Regions from separate parts of the Zea mays genome. Here region 1 is linked to region 2. A link is a contact called in public Hi-C data. All regions are on one chromosome and are shown on one strand. The core of a region is the stretch at or near the end of the contact, and the rest is flanking DNA. Distances in the headings are between cores, read along the strand shown. Region 1 overlaps LOC100285236 (BAH domain containing protein). Region 2 holds the start of LOC109943973.

Evidence for each region. A called contact is a pair of places that touch in the nucleus more often than the background predicts.
Region 1: a Hi-C map of ear shows a contact between it and region 2, with 4 times the contacts expected there. The contact joins the enhancer-like site here to the promoter of LOC109943973 in region 2. A contact is called at or near these places in 8 of 25 Hi-C or Micro-C datasets (ear, endosperm, leaf and 2 more) and 1 of 3 datasets of contacts at active chromatin or transcription factors (leaf).

The regions. Positions count from the first base shown.
Region 1 is chr8:58,420,888-58,424,006 of Zm-B73-REFERENCE-NAM-5.0, forward strand. LOC100285236 (BAH domain containing protein) reads right to left here. Exons shown (of 8, transcript NM_001158130.1): 8 at 940-1,629. The coding sequence ends at 1,339. Among protein-coding and RNA genes, the nearest start is that of LOC100285236, 15 kb to the right of the region's middle. Within about 2 kb of position 1,469, at least 2 of the 20 cell types and tissues checked have an H3K27ac peak or open chromatin away from gene starts, as enhancers often do.
Region 2 is chr8:58,263,202-58,265,944 of Zm-B73-REFERENCE-NAM-5.0, forward strand. LOC109943973 reads right to left here and starts at 1,359. Exons shown (of 1, transcript XM_035961669.1): 1 at 575-1,359. The coding sequence starts at 1,339. The coding sequence ends at 1,058.

The DNA.
Region 1 (3,119 bases), core at 219-2,718, 160 kb after region 2:
TTCGGCGCAAGGCCTCCCTGTCTTTTTTATTTTGCAATCTAAGCTCGTTAGGAAGAAAATAACTCATTTTGCACTGGGCTACTGTTGGAGCCTACTCTACGAAAGGTCCTCATTTAAACTTCATTTTAGCATAAACAAGTGTATTTCAGGTACACTACCATTGATGGATAAAGCTAGCCTTCGACCAAAGCTACTTATAAAAAAAGGCTTCGCCCGTACGCACAAGTAAGGAAGATGCGAGCTGAAGTCGGTTGCTTTGGCAAAGGAGAAAAGCTTCAAACGGAAGCCAGCGAAGGAGAAGTCCGAAGCTTGCGTAGCGTAGCATGAAAGAAAGGAAAAGGACAGCAATATCTCTATAGCATTTGTAAATCATGTGTGTAAATCCTATGGGCATGTATGTGATTTTCTACAAAGCTGTTCGATTTCCCTATAAATAAGTGAACAATGTCGTACATAAAGTACTTTTTTCAAGAGTCATAGCTTCGTGTTGGTTAGACTTCAAAGAACCCTCATGTCACCTTGTATTAAAGAGCGGAAGATATGTTTATAAATTCATTTGATATAAAGAAAGATGGTAAAAATGCTAAGACGTATAAGATAAGTTTCATACTATGCTCCACCTAATTGTTTCGTTTCATATCGTTTCATGCACACCTCCTTTTAAATATCTTCATCCTTAGTGTCAACACTTCAAAAAAGTGTAGAATCAAGGAAAAAGTGTAGAACCAAGGATAAAGAACTACATATTTAACTTGTGTTGTCTTAATTTTCAATATCTTTATAGGATTGAAATTAAGTAGTCAACAGACCTCCGACGTTAGTTCCTTACGGTACTCTTCCAGACTGAAACGCATGGAACTCAAAACGCAGATCCCTTCCCAATTGGCACGGAGATTTTGTTTAAGTTGGATCCTTACGCAGATCTCAGACTGAAACATGTAACTCAAAAACTCAGAGAATTTGTTTTAAGTTTGCAACAGACGGTCATGATGTCGCCCAGCATAACTGGGAAGTGATCCTTGCAAGACAAAATTTATAGCACATAGAAAGCAAAATCAATCTGGTAAACGCCACAAACCTACGTCCTCATGTCAACTGATGAGTGCTACAACAAACAAGCAAATAATAAAACGAGAGGTAACTGGCTATGCATGACTGCAAAACAAACTACCGAAACGAAGACAACCAGTACGAGGTGGTAGCATGTCAAGAAAAGGGCCCCTGTTTTGGTGCAGGGGAGGGTTCATCCCCTGTTTTGGTGCGGGGGGTGGATCACCCCTATGTACAAGTATGTATCTCGAAATCCTGCAAAGACCAATCTGCAGCATGAATACGGCTCTACCCCTGTTTTGGTGCGGGGGAGGGTTCATCCAACAGCTTGGTCTTAGCAAACGACTTCTGCCTCTCCATAGTTGGCATGTAAGCTGCAGTGCTCTTCTGCAGAGCATCAGAAGCAGGCTTGCCGGATTGGTCCCGTGGGCTCGTGAGCTTCTTCTCAACGACCTCGAACTTTGCTGTTGCCAAGGGGGCAGTGCCCACATTCCCAGCAGTGCTTGGGGCATCCTCTGTAAGTGTTGTGATGGCATCTCTGGACGAAAACCATGTGTAGCCACAGGAAGTGCATTCCAACTGAAACAAAGATTTATGTGAGGCAACTGGTGCATGAACATCATAATTTGAAGGTTATAGCAATTTCACGTGTCAACAGATACTTCAGGACAGTTCACTACATGAAATCCATCATTCTTGAAATCCATCATTCTAAACCAATTGTGCTATTTTCAAGCAGTATAAGTTCAAAAGCCCATCAAAGCAAACAGTACATTAATTAAGTTCAACAGCGCATCAGGCAAACATTTAAGCACTACCAAAGTATCGATGTTGAAATATCTGAACACACTGAACATCCACTCAAAAAGTTTGCATACAGAACTTCTAGTACACCTAGGTTTTACACCCTCAGGGTGGTGCACTAGCATGGATTCAGAGATAAAGAACATGTTATTTTCTCACTAGTGTATTTTAGAGTACCCGTTTAGGATTTTGGGGTTAGCCCCTTATAATTATAGTTATACCCCTATGTAATGGATCAGGCCCAACAACCTTGGTCGATTAATACAACTCCCAACCCTAACTCCCAACCCTAAGTTAGGGTTAGGGTTTCCCACATGATATAGAGAGGTTAGTTTCTTCTTTTCTTCTCCCCACCCCGACCCCAGCCGCCGCCGGCTGCTTCTGCCCCACCGCCGGTCGCCAGCCGTGCCCGTCGCCGGTCGCCTCTGCCCACCAGCACGCCCCAGCGCCCACCGCCGGCCCTGCCCCAATGGACGTGTTGCCCTTCTCTCTGCAGACGCAGACGCAGCCGCCGTCGCCGATGCTGCTGCAGGCATGGGCGTGGCCACCGCTTCCGCGGTGCCGCCCCAAGCGCGAGCCTGGCCCCTACCACCCCCAGCGCGAGCCTGGCGGCCCCCTGTTCTCCCCCACGTAGGCACGGCCGCAGACGCCACCACCGTCATAGCTGGCCTGCTCGGCCGGCAGGTCGCCGACGCCACCTCCCAGGTCGCCCTGCTCGTACTCCCCTCCTTCGGCGCCCTCTGGCTCCACTCCGGCGCAAGCACAGGGCCCCTGCGCACCGGCGCGCTCACCGGGGATGGTCCACCATCGCCGGCCTCGAGCCTCTCTCTGGCGCCCTCTCTCCCACACTTGTTGCGCAGCACGCCAGTAGCAACCCCCTGCCATCCTCGCTATGCAGCAGCAGCGACCTTGTCGCCCCCCGTCAGGATTCTCCATCACCGCTCCCGCGTGGGCAAACACTGTTGCATCCTCGACTATGGCCTTCTACTACGACCTTCCCCGACATCGGAGCTGGTGGTCTACACCTACGCTGACTAGGCTGGGCTATCTGGAGACACACCAGTCCACTTCCGGTTACGCCGTGTTCTTGGGCGCCAACCTCGTCTCCTGGGCTGCCAAGCGGCAGCCCGTCGTCTCCCGCTCCAGCGCATAGTCCGAGTACCACGCTGTGGCCAACGGCGTGGAAGAGGCCTCCTGGCTGCGCCAGCTTCTCCAGGAGCTCCACAGCCCCCTTTAGCGCGTCACCCTCATCTACTACGACAACG
Region 2 (2,743 bases), core at 109-2,608:
CTCAAAGACCGAGGGAATATGAGCTAATTTTACACTCATTCCTAGGGATCTTAGAGGGAATTAATTTTCCAAACTAGTCGTGATTAGTCAAATGAACCTCTGATTTTTTCACTAGGTCAGTCATCGTGACAGCGCTGGGGATGAAACCCACGTATGCTCTTTGGGACTAGTTTGAGAGCCAAAAACCGGAGGGGATTGTAAGGGCTAAAATCCTTTTTCTTAAATAAAAAGGGGATTTTAGCCCCTCCAATTTCCTCCGGTTTTGTGGCTCTAAAACTAGCTCTAGAGAGTAGGCTCTGCTTGAAATGCTAACACAGATTATTGGAAGGCCCAAAAAAGTTTTACTCCAAAGAAGTAATCAATGAAGGTTTCTTAAAAGGTTTCCTTTTTAGCATTTCCGGCATGAAGTCAGCATAAAAAATGACTCCAACCCCAAGAATGATATCTGTTGTACATTAAAGTTTGACTCGAAGACCAATAAGATGAAACCAAAGGAATTGTGTAGAACCGCAAAGGAAGAGAGCAGGGTCCAAAGATGGAAAGGACTTGTGCTGATACAGGAATTGTCCAGACCTTCAGAACCAGAAAATAGCAGGTCTGTTGCATGATGTTTTGAGCCGGCAAGACATTGACACAAGTTGTTTTCCGCAGATTACAAGTTCTGGTTTTCTGACGAAGAAGAGGAAAGCAATCTGATGAAGGCCTTGTCAGCGATCCATTGGTTGTTCTATGTTTGATTGATTTGGTATTCCATCACACCGATGTGGTTACACAATGACACGGTAGACACTGACGACGAACACCAGAGTGAATCCTACTGCTACCACCTCTTTTTGTCGGAGTACTACACTATACTGGCCCTCTATGTACAGCAGCCGGCAACCATTTGTGGCACCAGCACGAGCCCCCCCCCCCCCCCCCCCCCCCCCCCCCCCCCCCCCCCCCCCCCCCCCCCCCAAACTTCGGCACCCGATGAGTCGTCAGGCGAAGACACGATGGATCGGAGCTCGTCCGACCTTGGATGAAGCTTCCCCATGGCGTGGATCCCAGCGGTTGGTCAGTCGTGCCAGCGTAGGAGCATGACGACGCATCTCTGGATGATGTAGAGCCTGGCCCTCTGCTCCTTGAGGGCCTTGCCGAATCCCCTCTGCCTCCTCCTCTGGCCTCCAGCGAGCAGCTTCATATTGCAGTCACGAAGTGTTGTGGGTTGGATTGGATGCTCCCAAGTGAGCAATGGCGAGGACAAGCTGTGTGTTGTTTGTTGGCTCAAGTAGCAGGTGTTGTTGAAACTTTGAATCGGCACTCCAATGGGCGCCGTATATATAGCAGGCGTGCCCATCTGTAGTGTAGTGTACAGGCAGCAGTGGAGGAGCAGACAACTAATAATGCGGTGGCAGCGGGCCACACGGCGCGTGCAACTGCAGGCAGGCGGGGCTGGGCGCCAGTGAGACGGCCAGCGCGGCGAGATTCCGCCTGTCCAGGGGCGGATCCAAGGGGTGGGCAAGGTGGGCCATGGCCCCACCTCAATTTTTCTTAACCTTTTATACCTAGGTTTAGGTACACACCAAAATAAACAAATTTTTGTATAGTTAGCGTGGACAAATCTAATGAAAACTAGGTTTTGATCTATTTTTCTCTCGATGCTTCACTACTTAGTCCACTCTTCACCTGAGCCATTTGATTCTCTCCCCTAGCGCAAGCCCACTCATGGCTCACTCGCTTCTTCGGTCATCTACTGACCAGTAAATCGGTGACCTAACCCGCCCGCTGCTGCGCACTTTGTCTTCTCATCACTCATCAGCTCGTCGACTCGTCGGGATCCTACACACAACGTTGATATTTTGCCTCCTAGTCTGCACCAGCACATGGGCAAGCTGTTGGTGGAACCGTGGCATCACCTGTCCCTCGCTAACTCATTAGAGTCCCACCGCGCCATTGCAACACGACAATGGGTGTCGCTTGTCGTCACCATCATCTATCTCTACCTCGCCTCCTGCACTCGCTCCTCCTACTTGTCGTCGTCTCACCAACGCCATCTCACGACAAATTCGATGACTCGCTAGAACGACGCGCCGATGCGGCTGCTTCGCCCTAGTGCCTCGTCCTCAGTGAGTCCACCTATTTTCTCCCTCTAGCTCTCCTTTCAGGAGCCAAAAAGGTTTTTTGGTATTCATATCATTTTGGAAACACTAGATATTATCATTCAATATTCATGTTATTATCATTAATCTACATTTATGGTCTAGTCTGGTGATTTATCTCTTGCGATGTCGGCCCCACCTAGAATTTTGTTCTGCGTCCGCCACTGCGCCTGTCCCCTGGCTGCCGAGGGGACCGCACGCCGGGGTGGTTCGGCCGTCGTGCGCGGCGCGCCCAGCGATGTCGGGCGCGGGCTCCGCCACTGTTTGCCTATGGAAAATGTGTCGGGGGGCCCCGGCCAGGGCAGGCGGGCGGGGGCCTCTCGTGCTCGTGCGGGTGCGTCGTCGCTGCCAGCCACGAGCCACCACGCCATCCCTCGTGCGGCCGTGCGTGCGTGTCTGACTGGCCAACCGCCCGTGCGCGCGCGATCATGGTGGTTGCTGAGTCATGATTAGCAGTCCTTCTTGCGGGCAGCTGAGTAAAGAAGGGGCACTGTGTGTCCAGGACTCGATCGCCATTACTCTGTCATTTTCTGGCTCACCGCTGACCGCAGTAGCACACCCGGTAGCACGAAGCGCACTGGATCGAAGACTGAGCGGGGCCG